Regions from separate parts of the Anser cygnoides genome. Here region 1 is linked to region 2. The links are chromatin contacts, called in public Hi-C maps. All regions are on one chromosome and are shown on one strand. Each heading gives the region's core, a stretch centred on a gene start, on an enhancer-like site or on the middle of the called end of the contact. The rest is flanking DNA. Distances are from core to core; before and after follow the strand shown.

Evidence for each region. A called contact is a pair of places that touch in the nucleus more often than the background predicts.
Region 1: a contact with region 2 is called in a Hi-C map of liver, with 3 times the contacts expected there. The contact joins two enhancer-like sites. A contact is called at or near these places in 2 of 7 Hi-C or Micro-C datasets (both in liver).

What each region holds. Positions count from the first base shown.
Region 1 is chr20:10,186,918-10,193,754 of Taihu_goose_T2T_genome, forward strand. It overlaps NELFB (negative elongation factor complex member B), which reads right to left. Exons shown (of 13, transcript XM_066980530.1): 11 at 6,305-6,446; 12 at 5,370-5,478; 13 at 4,663-5,112. The coding sequence ends at 4,975. Among named protein-coding and RNA genes, the nearest start is that of NELFB, 13 kb to the right of the region's middle. Within about 2 kb of position 2,879, at least 1 of the 3 cell types and tissues checked has open chromatin away from gene starts, as enhancers often do. A contact at or near this core is called in liver, where this site is marked.
Region 2 is chr20:10,110,930-10,118,044 of Taihu_goose_T2T_genome, forward strand. ARRDC1 (arrestin domain containing 1) reads right to left here. Exons shown (of 8, transcript XM_066980962.1): 3 at 1,574-1,624; 4 at 931-1,085; 5 at 263-445. Among named protein-coding and RNA genes, the nearest start is that of EHMT1, 11 kb to the left of the region's middle. Within about 2 kb of position 5,377, at least 2 of the 3 cell types and tissues checked have open chromatin away from gene starts, as enhancers often do. A contact at or near this core is called in liver, where this site is marked.

The DNA of each region.
Region 1 (6,837 bases), core at 1,629-4,128, 73 kb after region 2:
TCCAGCCTAACATCAGGTGCTGCAGGCTGCTCAGGGCAAAGTCAGTAGGAGAAGGCCAGCAAAGGACCACGCTCCTTGTGCCAAATAAGAAAACCACCACAGGAGTTGACACCACCCAAAGACTTGCTGAGAAGGGGAAATTCAGCAACAAACTCACTGAACTGCAGACAAAGCCAAGATGAGCAGGACCGCCTACCAGCACAGAGCACCCAGGATCTGACCTCGTACCCAGATTTGACCTCCTACCCTTCCCTGCTGTGACCTTCCACTCCCACCAAAGGGGCGCATCAAGCCTTGGTACCTCCGGTGCAGTTTTGCACTTCTCCATGGCACAAACCTCATCAGGCTGAGAAAATGCACGTAAAGATGCATATATCTGCTTCAACAACACACACCCCAGCAGCCAATCTTGGAAATCATAGCAAGAACAATTTGGTGGCTTTCCAAGCACTTCAGCAGTACAGAGAGAGATCCGGAGGGCTCTGTGCTGTCTGGGGCTGACAACCTCTGCTCCTTCCCAGGGAACTGCTCGGGACCTCTATTCATTGTCTGTTGACCCAGGGACCTCTGTTCATTGTCTGGTGATGCACCGGTACAGCAGAGGAGGTAGCGAAGAACACATCATGTGAAAACACAACAGATGCTTCCCTGTGGTTCTGTGGCTGCTGAAATTATTAAGACCAGAAAACCTGATTACTTGGGTTTTGAAGCTTTAAATGCTTGAGAAAGGGAATGCTGCGATGTTTGTACGTCGGTAACACTTACCAGGCTCACTTTGGTGAATTTTCATACCTGTTCCCCAAAGTGACACTGGTGAGGACCGTGCTGGGGCAGTGTTTGGGGTGGCACAGAGCCTCCCCTGCAGGAACCTCCCTGCCACTGTAGAGTCCTGATGGGACAGAGCAGAGGACCAGTCACTTGTAAGCCTGATGCCCAGCTCCTTGCTTTGTCCCAAAATTGAGCTTTACCTGAGGCAGCACAGTGGGCTGAGGCATGAAATTAGAACAAGAGGAGATTGCTGTTTGCTAGAGCGTTACAGGTAAGAGACATGACGAGACCAAGTCACGTAGCTCAGTTTAAGGCAGGGGAGATGACGATGGTAGAGCATCATTTTCCCTGTGAAGGGCCATACACCAAGGGCTGGCCAGCCTTGAAAGATGAAGGCTGGTCCCTGGCAAGTGCTGACAGCTGTCCAGGTGCGAGGAACCGGCTGCTCCACTAGCAAGGCAGAACTGCCTCACGTAAGGAGCAGCGAGGAAGCTGGCAGCAGGAGCCTCCTCATCCACGCCATCCTCACCTGCTGGCCGACCTGTGTCCTGAGCTAGACATCCAGGGACCTCAAGGGGGAAGTTCAGGACAGCCCGAGCTTCCCCTCTGCAAGAACAGGCCCCATGTGCACTACACAAGCAGGCCAACATCTTCTAACTCAGTTCTTCAAAGTTAAACCTATGGCAGGTTTCCTTTTTACTTTTATATAGAGAGGTGGCCAGGAATCACCTAAAAACCTCAGTTCGGACAAAACAGAGGAGACCCTCAGCAGCTGATGGGTACCCAGGGGGGGGTCTTCACAGTCCTTCTGTTCAAGTAGATTTGTTCTGTCTCCTTAGAGCTTGGGTCCACAAAGAGCTTTCCTGCATCAAGTCAGTATGTCACAGGAAGGTATATAGTAACCATCTTTTCCACTAATTTTGTATAAAGTAGACCCAGTTCTTCTGCCAGTGGAGGCCTCAGTAACTGAATTTCAGAGCTGCTTTTATCAACTGCAATATTGCAGTTACAGTGCTCTATCAACCTGCTAATGTAGCTCAATCCAAATGACTTGTTTCACAGCTCAACATAAAATTTCAGTTAAATGTTAACCATCCAAAAAGCCTGAAGAACCTCTCTGGGCTATTAGTTACTATGATCTCCCTGGAAAAGCACACAGAGAGGACCAGATTGCTCAAGCTAATTAGAATTCATTGCAAAAATTCATTCCCCAGTCAGGCGCAGCAGGTTTGGAGAGAATGCACTATTTTTCCGTACCGCAGGTATCGCATCCCCGTCGTAAAGACAAACTGTAACATGAGTGCAAACAGGGAGCAGCTCCAGCTCCCTGCTCCATGCCAAGCTGGGAGGGATTTCGGGCGGCAGGGAAGGGCAGTCGGTGGCGCGCTGCCCTCCAGCGAGCATCCGCAGCACTGCACGCTGCTTGCAACCTCGCTGCATCTCCGCATCAATTGCAAAGGGCTACTTGAAGAGGGAAAAAGAAAATACAATTCCCATTAACAGCCCAGTGGTACTGCACCTGGCAGTGTGCCGCTGGGCAATCTGACACAAAAGCATCAGTCTGTTTAATTTCTGGAGCAAAACTATCTTCACCTCAAAGAACGGTAACAGACTTCGATGCTCACTTCTGAAAATATTTTCTGAAAATTGTTTCCTCTAACTTATCACATCTTTTTGCAAGAAAGCTGGCCAAGAGAGCACGGACTGGCAGCCATTCCAATTCTCCCCTGCCCCAGATTTTCCCTCCTCAGCTGAAGCAACAACCTGCAGAGTTTGGGCTCTGGGCTTCAATGTCTTTGCACCATCTGAAAAAACAGGGGAAAAAAAAAATCAGCACTGTGGATACGGGCTAAAACACAAGAGGCCTTTCTGCCTAGCAGTAAGTAGCACAGTCAGACTGGATTAAAAGAAGTTCATGCTTCAGGAGCAGAGCAAGTCAGCCTGCTGTACATGGGAAGCCTTTAGTGACAGAAAGAATCCCTAACACAAACCTAAAAGAAACTCAGAGCCTGAACAGAACATGGACTTGAGAAGGTTCATTGCGAAAGGTTCACCAGCAGTGTGGGATGTTGCTTTGTGTAAGTTACATGACAGTTTAAACGGTTTAAAAACAAAGCTTTGCAAGAAAGGATTGATTGTAATAACCAGTTCCTGTTTCCAGCAAGTTCGATGCCAAGAACTGCCGAGAGTCTGCCAAAAGCAATACTGACCCCAGGAGTCAGAGTGGAGACGAGGTGCACAAAGGCAGCTTGGACTAGAGGGCAGCACCCTTGTCTGTACACAAACCCAACCTGCCTTCCCAGTTTTCCCATGAGATACAGGCAAGTCCCTGCATAAATGGAAAAACAAGGAGGCACGGAGGCAATAAAGAGAGATGGTGCTCACTTTCCTCATGCAGAACCCAATCTCAGGAGAAAGAAAGTGACACAAAGAGGGAGTCGGCAGCTTTGGGGAGGGATTTCCATCTCTGCTTAATGAGCACCTTTTTGGTTTTTTTGTACACAGCTTCAGGAAATGGAGAAGTCTCATGAATATGACTTGGCATTGGGAGTGCTCAAGTTCCAAGAAAAAAAAAAGGGTGATGGGAAAATAAAAGGGCAAGAAAGTAACTGGGCACAGCCAGCATGGGTGGGCTCCGAGGGTTAATTGTGCCTGACAAACCTGACAACCTTCTAAGAAGGGATACCTGGCTTGGTAGACGAGGGGAGAGCAGCAGAGTTTACCTTGACCTTAAAGGGCTTTGGACACAACCGTCTGAAGAACACATACAGTCAAATCCCTTTGCTGTGGTGCAGATTGCCACGTGGAAAACTGGCAAGACACCAGGTCCAGAGGGTTGTGACCAACAGCACAAAGTCCAACTGGCAGCCAGTTACACGTAACATTCCTCAGGGGTCAGTAATAGGGCTAATATTATTTAATGCCTCTATTTGTAACCTAAAGACAGAACACACCCTCAGCAAGTTTGCAAATGGTATCAAGTTGTGAGAATGGCTGACGCACTGGGCAGAGCTCCTGTTCAGAGGGAACTCAACAGGCTGGAGAAATGGCCTGACAGAAACCTTAAGAAATTAAGAGGTAAATACAAAGTCCTGCTCCTGAGCAACGTCATCTAGGTAGGCACTAGTCTGAGGGTGAACCAAAGACCCTCAGAGGTGCCTTCAATACCTGAGTTATTCTGCAATTCGGAACAATTCATACAGACAGCTTCCTGCTTAGAGGACTGGTGAGATTCTTTTCAGATATATTGTACCTGCTGAAATCAATGCAAAGTCACTTGTAAACTCACACAGCTTATTCTTTTCCCATGCTCACCTTCCTGCACACTCTGCCTGACATTTACACTGAGGCAGCAGTAAAAGCAGAACAGGAATTAACAGTATCAGTACAGACAGCAACACAGATAAGCCATGAAGACACAGGCTATTTTTTCAGTTAGAATGTCACTCAAAACCTACACTCAAACCCCACTGCCATTTGGGAACATAGTAGTTCTGGTTTTACCTCACTGGCTCCAAGATTCACTCAAAGCTACTCCTCTGAAGAAAAGTGGGGAGAAAAGGCAAGCAAGAGCCAGACTCAATTTCTGGCCTTCTTCATAAGATGGCTGCTCGTTGCTTCTTGGTCTACTGACAGTGGTAGACATCTCTGAGTAACGCAGCATGTCTTACCACGTAGCGAAGAGCTAGAACCTCAAACAGGAAATCCTATCAGTGGAGCTTATTTCCTCTGACATTTCCATCTGCTGAGCATCTGATCTAAAGACCCAGAGGAGCACACTAACAGCCAGGGAAAAAGTCTTGCTTAGCCTTCAGGAGCTCACACTATCTGCTCAACCCTAAGTTAGACACTCATTTATCAGTTCTTGAAATAGAGTTTAAGAATACAAGATGCAAAGCTTAAAAATACGCCTTTTGTTTTTGAAAAAAAAAAATTGTACAGTCGGTTTTAAGTGATCTACAAGAAGACACTCAGCTATCTTTATGAAAAGTAAACCTCTGCAATGCACTGCATACAGAGTTTTCTAACCAGCAAGGGCCAGTGAGTTGGGTAAACTGCAGTGTTTCCTGAAAGAGCTTCAGTGGCTTTTTTTTGTTTGTTTCCACCCTGTAGGCAGAGACACTTGACAAGGCAGTACAGTGCCTTCACGCTGCTGAGCACTAGGTTAGTTTTTCTCATGTCTCACTCTTGCACTACAAACATAGCTCAGCGTGAGGCTGGTGTGGGCACAGTGGGCAAGGGCAGTTCCATGGAGGGAGTCTCAGTCACTTCGGCTGGACTAGGCTTGCGAAGCTCCAGTTTCTCACTGAGTTGGTTATAAAGCTCCTTCACAGCTTCCCCACTCTGCAGAAAGAGATTTAGAGAAGGGGAAAAACAGGAGAGTCAGACTTCATTCTTGCTACTACTAGCTACAGCACTAAATATGCAATTACCCTCAATGTTTTAACACAAACCAACACAGAAAGAGGAAGTTACAAGGTAATTAAGACAACTTGGAAAGCTGCTATCTGAGCAGAGCACGCGTTCCATTAAGCAACGTCTGGAAAGGCAGCTGCTTTCATTTGCAATTAATTTTCCCTTTCTCATGTTTCCCTTCTTACCTGTTTGGTGGGTTCCAAAGCCTTCTGGAGAGACTCTAATTTGGCAGGCGCCACTTTGTGATGCAGATGAAGCAGCAGTCTCAGCACATGTCTATGTACATTGTCCTTTCTGCAAAAAGCAATTTTAAAGCAGAGTAGCTGATATAAACAATCACAGTTTCAAAGAATGAGAAGCCTATAGCAACACTACCAGAAGAATACCTAACACAGCCACAGACTGCCAGCTTTGTTGTAATCTCCCCAAATAACTGAGAATTGCCTGCATGCCAAAGTGCTATCCCTGCCTTAGACTTCCAAGCAATTCATGTAATTAATTCAACAAGGGTGGACCAACTGTAGCAACCATGGGGGAAATAGAGGTGGATTTTAAGCACAGACTACAGCACAGGGCAGATATTTTTGTCTCTCAGCTGCACCGAATAGGCCACGTGCACATACAGGGGGACGTTTGGCCCTCAGTGCATGCGGAGGAAATGGCGGTGGCAGCAGCAGCACCGAATACTGCCGTGCCTGAACAGCAGCTCTAGTCACATCTGGGGAAGCCTCCCAGATCTGGCCACCAGCTGAACCACACTGACTTAAAAGAACTAACAAACAGGTTTGCTGTGTGCCGCTGATACTGGAAAGAGCTGCAGTTAGTGCGTCAAAGTCACAGCTATCACAAAACACGAAGGATATTATCTTTTGCAACTCCAACTTGAGAACAATGAATTACATTTTAGGCAATAATTTACAATTAACAACTAACAATTTTTTTTTATTATTTTTTATTTTTTTAAACAAAACATAAGCCTTTCCTAAAAGAAAAACAGAAAACAGTATCAGGCTGATTTCAATTATGCATGAATAATTTGCTGAAATATTAAACAACAGTTCAGAGAAGTACAGGCTCTCTCAGCTATCTCGTAAACACATCTGAGGAAAATCAGATTTACCTTGAGCAAGCAGTGAGAAAGAAGCCATCAAAGAGACTGGTGCAGAACTCCTCGAGTGCAAATTCATCACCCAGCAGTGTGAGGTTACCAGTGAGCAGATGCAGAAATATGTCACTGAAGGCCAGGTCACTGAATGTCTCAACTGTACAACACGAAAAAAGAGACTGAGACTCGCAAGGATGTGCCAAACCTTGACTACATAAGCAGATGTTCTTGTTGAGAACTTTGCAAAAACTTTTCCTTATTGGCTTTTACAACAGGTAGTCCAGGAAGGTGGCTATGACCATCCATCCACATAAGGAGCAGAGGTCTGAGAAACGTATGCAGAAAACTCGTGATATCATCAAGACTGAGGTCAAACAGAGCAGCTTGCTGCTGCCAAAATCACAGGGTCCCTCTGCTATACTTCTCCGTAGTCCTCTGCTTACAGCCACATCCACCTCCCTGCACTTCTCAGACCTCGAAGTGAATAGATGCAAATCACTTACCAGTGGAAAAAGTCGCCCATGTAAACGAGCTGGTAGTTAAGCAAA
Region 2 (7,115 bases), core at 4,127-6,626:
CAAACCTAACGTGCACGTTACAGGGCAGGATAACCCATCGTTACACGACGGGCTGAGTTGGTATAAGCACGACATGTTCTACCACCTCCTTCCCCAGGAAAAGGGAGAGAAACAAAGTTAACCAGAGGTCTGCACTCCTCACTGCCACCTCTCAGCAACGTGCGAAGAGATGTGCACTGTGGTGAGAACTGCACCAGATTCACGTCGGCCTCAAGGAGGTGGAGTACAGCCCAGCTGAGGGATCGTCCTTTTGGATGCTTACCTGGAGCAGGCTGGCTACCACAGCCCCGGTGTCCCGGCCCGATTTGTTCTCTATGTCTGTGCGGAGCTGGATCACCTGCCCCACGACGTACCCTTTCAGATCTGAGGTGGCGGTCAGGATAACGTTGCCACTTTTCACAAGCTTGTAGCTGAACTTCTTGGTGACTGACATCGTGTTGGGCTGCTGCAGAACAACAGAGACACAGAGATGTTGACCCAAGGGAGTCAGAGCACCTCCAGGAAAACACTCAGGTTCAAAACAAGCAAGCAGAAATACTGGTCTAAGAGGCCACAAAGAACCACTCACACAGCACCGCCACAGACAACAGGTCTCACTCCTCCATCCCCCCAGTTTTGCTGTCCTATCAGCGTCTCTTCCCTTCAGAAAAAGTTCCCCAAACCCAGGTCCCTACAAGTACCTGGGACTATTAGCAGACACCTCTCTCAGGACACTGAAAATTCACCTACACCATCCAAAGTAACGTGTGTAATGTGTGGAGGAGCCAGAAATCACAGAGAGCAGGGACAGAAAGCAAGACAGGACAGAGCAGAAGCAGGAGTCCCCATCGTGCTCTTGCACAGCAGGACATGCAGTCAGAGGTGTCCAACCACGCAGTTATTCCCACCTCTCACACATGACAGGGACAAGCACTGAAGCCTTGTTCTTACCTCAATATCAGGGATGTCATTCAAGTTGAGAGGGCAGAGGACATAGAAGATCTTGTTGCACTTGTAGTCCTTGGAGAAGCGAGGCGTGTCTATCACAGCTTTCACCTGATGGAGGACCTTGCCAAAAGGGCCTTCAAATGATGTAGGAGCAGAGGCTGGAGTCAAGAGAGAGAGAAAGAACAGGCACTGTGAGACTGAGTCAAGCCAAGTATGTCCAAACATGAAAAAACTTTCCTCTTCACCTCAAGAGTCCTGCAAGTATCTCAGCGCAGAATTCCCAAAAAAGGCTTGGGGCTGAACACTCGGGTCACCCAGTGACTGTGCTGCGACCTCCTTGCAGGAGGCACCGCCACACCACAGCAGAGCGTGCTGCAGGCAGGACGGACGGCCAGGAGCTCACCTGAGAGCCCGCAGAGATGTTCAGAGCTGTCAGCGACAGCGCAGGCCTGGTTTTGCACCAGGCAGGAGGCGTTTGCTTGCCTAAGCTCCTCCGCTGTGTGCGGCCAGCCTTACACTCCCCCAGCACCTCTGGGCCTCGCCGCCAGCCCACCCTACCAGCCAGCCCAGGGCTCAGCTCAGCTCCCAAGGCGGGGAGAGCCACGGCTCGCATGGCAGGGCCTTCAGCTGGTCGTCTGCATCGTACCTGGCAGCAGGAACTGGAAGGAAAAGTTGTGCTCCCCAGCTGAAAGGACTCCTGTGGGAAACAAGAGGAAGAGGTGAGGGACAGGTGCCTTGGAACGGCATTTTTGGAGCACGAGCTTCTGGTGAGAGAGGCCGCTGCCTGGGGAAGGCCACGCAACTCATTCAGCTGCCTTCACCCCACCGGACACCACCACGCTCATCCTCCAGGCCCAATGAGTTTCACATCCACTGCTGCCCACCTCTCGTGGGGTCAGGAGACATCCCCGTGCCCAACGAGTTCTAGGTTAAGATACTCTGGAAATAAAGTCACCTGGGGCACAGCTGAAGGGATGCCGGTGCCAGAGAACGCTTCCCGGGGTAGTTCACCCCCGCCCGCCGACACAGGGCACCAAGAGGGGATGCTGCGTGTTTATGTCCCTCCGGCAGGCTGCAGCCGGCCGGGAAGGTGAGGAAGCCCCGGTACTGGGCTGGTGGGCACCGAGCTGGAACCAGAGGCCCAACTCCCAGGCCTAAATCCGCCCCTGCAGAGCCTGGTCCCAAGATGGGACCTGCAGCACCTCAGCCCGTCTGCCTGGATGACAGGGGCCAAGGAGAAGCTTCCACAACGTCCCCGAGTCCTTCCCTTGGGCAGAGCCGTGCCGCGGTGCGGGTGAGCTCCTGCAGAGGCTATGCCACGCTCTGTGCCTCGGCTGTGACGTGGGTGGCTCCTGGTCCCTGTGCCACCAGCAGCGATGCCCCTGGCCAAGCCTGATGGAGAATTCACCCCCAGTCCCAGCTTTGGGCCTCTCTTCCAGAGGAGACCCCTGCTCTCCGTGCAGAGCCACGCACCGGCAGCAAGAGGCCGCGCAGGCTGAGCGGGGAGAGGAGCCTGCGAGCAAACCGAGGCCGTGAATTCCCCCCCACGGCACCGAGCACTTCGGGGCAGGCTGCGGGCTCCCGGCCCCTGGCTGCAGCCCAGCGCTGGAAGCTCAAACCTCGGCGCTGGTTTTCTTCAGCGATCTCACTCCCCAACAGCAGCCTCGAGGGCACAGAGCGGAGCCAAGACACGGCTAAAACCACAGCTACAAGCCCAGGATCCCCCAACCCGCCCTCCCCAGCGCCCAGCCGGGTCCCACACCCCTCCCAGGGCAGCGGCGACCCCAAACCAGGCCCACAGCGTGACCCGGCAGCATCGGGCAGCTCCGCAGGCCGCCTGCCGTCAGACGAGCCCCGAGACGCAGAGGGCCTTCCACGTTTGCTGAACGTGTGTAAACATGGGAGGGTTTGTTTCCAGCTTGGCTGTGCTAACAGCGGACCTGGACACCGAGTAACTCACGCTGCATTTGTTCCCCTTTGTAGGATCGCTGCTGGAGGTGCCGAGGCTCGGGATTTGGCTAGCTGCTGGGTTGGTGCAAGGAGGCAGCTTGCCTGTCCGCAGTGCTGGCTCCGCAGAGCTGACAGGAACGGTCCCAGCGCCAGGGGACTGAGCGGATCACAGGGCCGGGGAAGGGGGGGAAGAATCTGGGGGGAATTGCCCCCATTTGCAGCGTGGTTCCAGGCAGACAAGGCGGTGTTCGGCCCCGTCCCCTTCTCACGTCAGGCAGCGCTGCCCTCGCTGCTGGCAGCCCGCCTCCGGCACAGCCCCAACACGTCTGGGCTGGGGCCGCTGCAGAGGGAGCCAAGGAGAAGCGAGAGCTGTCCGTGTGGGATGGAAGGGGACGGTCTGCTCACTCCCAGCACCCCACTAAAACACCCCCCCGGTGATCGCCCTCCCCGTCCCCCAGACAGAACCAGGCTACGTAGGCTGAAATGCAACGTGCCGGCTTGTCACAAGGTGGAGGCATAAAGCAAGGCAAAGCCCGCGCTGCCAGCCTCCGGCCACCCCAGGCTTCTGTTCCCTTCTCGGGAAAGTCTCGCTGGGTGAAAGGCAGCAGTCTGGGAGACGGGCGTCTTTTCTGGTTACAGGGCAAAGCCTTGCTAACTAACCCGGTGCTTGGTCACTGCTCCAAGAGTTTCTGGGGCTCCATGCAACGCTGCGGCCTCACAGCCGGGCCCTCGCTCTCTGCAGGCCCAGCTCCTGCCCAGCCCACGTCCACCAAACAAAGCCGGGCTGGAAGTGAAGCTGCCAGCGCTTCACGCCCTCAGTTTCCAACCCCTAGTGGAAAACCAGGGGTCCTTAAAATTGCACGGGGCGAGAGATGAAGCCCACCCCGTGCAGCACCAGGCAGGGGCAGGCTGCCAGGCCCACGCCGCTCACAGAGGATGCGGCTGGGCTCTGGGAGCCGCCAGCAACTGACTTGGTGGCACCGATGCCATTCCCCAGCCTCCAGCGGAGTTCAGCACAGAGCACCCAACAGCGCACACCAAGCCCAAGCACCAGCGTTAACTGAGAGCCACAACGAGCCAGGGGAATGCCACGAGCCCTGCCCTCAGCTCCATTAAGCGGAGAGACGCTGCAGGCAATTAGCAGCAGCCCTGGTTTTCAGGCCTGAGCCTTCCCATCGCACACCCTCCTTCCCCCGCCACCCCGGCAGCACGGAGCAGCTCTGTGCCAGCCCTGAGGCGTGCTGTGCCCAGGTAACAAGGGCTGGGTGCTCGCAGAGCCCCAGCTCCCCCCCAGACACCCGAGTTTCTTGCCCGTGGTGCCAGGGCGGGGGCTGCTGGAGCAGGCGGGCTGTGAGCACCAGCCCGGGTGCACGCAGCAGCATCCAGGAGCCTGCACGGCGGGACGAGCACAACAACTCAGTGCCAGAGCCGTTCCTGGGACAAGGGCTAATAAAAGTAGAAGAAAAACAGAAGATCCTGGCCAAATGGGAGGCTCCCACAAAAGCACAGGTGTGTTCGGGCGCCTGGCGGAGCGGCAGGGCTGCTGGGAAGCCCGGGTCCAGCAGGACAGGGGCAGACATTTGGCAGCAGCCCCACGCCGAGCTGCTCCCAGGGCTCCCGCTCATCTCTGCTGGCAGGGATCCCCCCGGCACGGGCACAGAGGTAGCTCCGCGCCTGCCTCGCCTGGGATCACCGAGCCATTTGGGGATTTTGCCACGTGTCGGGTGGCTTTGGCAGAGGGGAAGCTGGCGAGCCCGGTGCGCGGTCCCCCCTGTACTGGGACAGGGAGGTGACAACCACCCCTGAACTCTCCAGCCGGCAGCTCTGCCCCACAGGCTGAGCTCCCATTCCCAAACGCCGGCACGGTTTGTTACAAAGGGGACAATCTGCAGCTGCCCTTGCCCCAGCCACCCTGGCTCCTCTCACCCGGAAATCAGCACCGAAAGCCACCCTGGCACCCTGCAAGGGACACGCAGCGCTTGCCCTCCCTCTGGCACGGGTTGGAGGCAGCACGGCCAGGCTGTCCTCGTGCACCACGGCCCTACAGCGGCAGCGGGACACCCAGGCTGGCTTCGCGACAGAGACCGCTGCTGGCAGCTGACAGAGGTCCAAAGGTTTCCTCTGGTGGCCGCCCCGGCATGCAAACACTGCCCCAGCCCTTTGGGAAGGCAGAGGGCTGCCTCGGGAGCAGGAGCTGCGCTAAGGACACGCTCCAGCAAGAGACCGGGGCGGCCCTGGCAGCGCACAGCACGCCCAAGGGCTCCCGGGCAGCTTTTAAATGCACAAAGCGAGGGGAAAGGGCCGTGCAGGCCACCGCAGCCATTACCTCGATGTTCCCCGAAGCCCAAACAAAGGCCGCTGTGTGTTCAGACGCAGAAGCTTTTCCTGAAGTTTACGTACAGCTAAAAATACCTTGAGAAAGTCACTAGGCAGTGGAGGCAGCCGGATTAGCAGGGCTCCGACACGGGGCCGTACCTTTCCTCCGATAGGAGCTGAGCCAGGGGGCTGGGCTGCTCCCACGCTGGAAACATCCTCCCTAAAAATTCCTGGAGAGAAAGGAGCTGCTGCCCCGACAGGCTGCCACAGCTGGGAAAACAACAAACCTGGAGCAGCAGGGACACGCTAACGGCATGGAGAGCACAGAATGACCTTGGAGATTTCCCTCCTTGCTTCTGCTGCCAGCAGGGATTTGTCTGGCCTCAGGACTCTCCCTTTCACGGCCCTGCCGGTCCCCTTCCACGTTTGGACATGGGCCGTTCGCTTGTCAGGAGGAGATGAGGAAGGGCTTGGTCCATCGTGTGCAGAAAGGAATCTCCTCCATCCACAGCGAGCCCTCTCCCTGGTGCCCAGGAGGTGACTGGGGTGCAGCTCGGCTCCCCGATGTGCCGTGGAGGGACAGAGGTTAACGGGCTCTCCCCAGGGCCACGCAGCACTCCCATGCAAAACTCGAGCCGAGCGTACTCCTGAGCCAGCCCCGGAGCCGGACGCACCCGCAGACAGCTCTGGACTGACACATGAAGGTTTGCCCGTGCCCCCTGTAAGCCAGCACGCTGCCTCCATCCTGCTCAAGGCACGGCCGCTGAGAAAGCAGGACGCTATTTTAACCGTGGGAGGGGGAGAAACCGCAGCACGCCGGTATTTACACTGCTGAACAAGTGATCCGAGCCAAGGTCCCCCTGCCAAGCTCAGGTGCGCCCGGTGCTGGCAGCGATGCGGGCGAGGGCAGCGCTGTGCCCCATGCCATGCAGGGAGAAGCGGCATCAGCCAGGGCTGGGGCTCAGGAACGAGGAAGCCGGCTCTCCATGGGTTTTTCTGCAGCTTTTCCACTGGCAGCCCATGCGGGCAAGCTGCTCTTACCCTACAGGTGGAGCCAGACCTGCCTGGGCTACGAGTTCAAACCAGCGCTGCCACAGAGACATCGGCCAAACGCCTCCTCCCAGCTTTGCTCCCCCAGCCCCAGTAATTCCATCCAAGTTCCCCGCAGGACCAAGGAGTTCTGCGCCTCACAGCAAAGCACCTCCTGCACCTCAGCAGCGGCCTGCCTGCTTCCGAGCAGGCTGACCGCCACCGGGACAAAGCCAGCGCCGCCGGGCTGCTGCCAGCGGGGCATGGAGCTGGAGAGAAGCCAGCAGAGGGCAGGGAGATGCCTCGGCCACCGACACACACACACACACAGCCTCAGTCGAGCCTTGTTACTCACCCCACTGAAATCTCACGCTCCGATGCACCGGGAGGGACAGCCCAGACGTCTGAGCACGCGGGAGCCTGCGGGGCCAGACAACTGGAGCGGCAGCGCAGGGTACAATGCACCTCGCCCTGCCTCGCCAGGCTTTGTCCACAGCTCGACAAGGGCTAAAAGCAGGAATACTCGGTGCATCGCTCCCTCTGCTCCCCAGGGAGGAGGGTGCTGCCTGCTCTGCAGCCGTGACCAGGAGGTAGATGTCCTCCACCCCGGGTGCAGGAGCCAGTTCCTGCCCCGACCACCAGCTCCCGGCTGGCACCAGAGGCCAGCAGCCACCGCTGCTCCAGAGCAGCAACAAGCCGAGCTTTTGGCCCGCGCGTATTTCTTGGTTCTTCTAACAGAGGAGCAGCAGGCCTGGCCATATGGCAATTCCTCTCTGGCTACTTACTGAGCGATGCATTAACGGTGCTGGCCAAGCCACGCAGCACAGACTGGTGCCCGGTGCCCCCCATTCCCCTGCTCGTGGTGATGCGAGCCCCTGCTGCCCGCGGCCAGC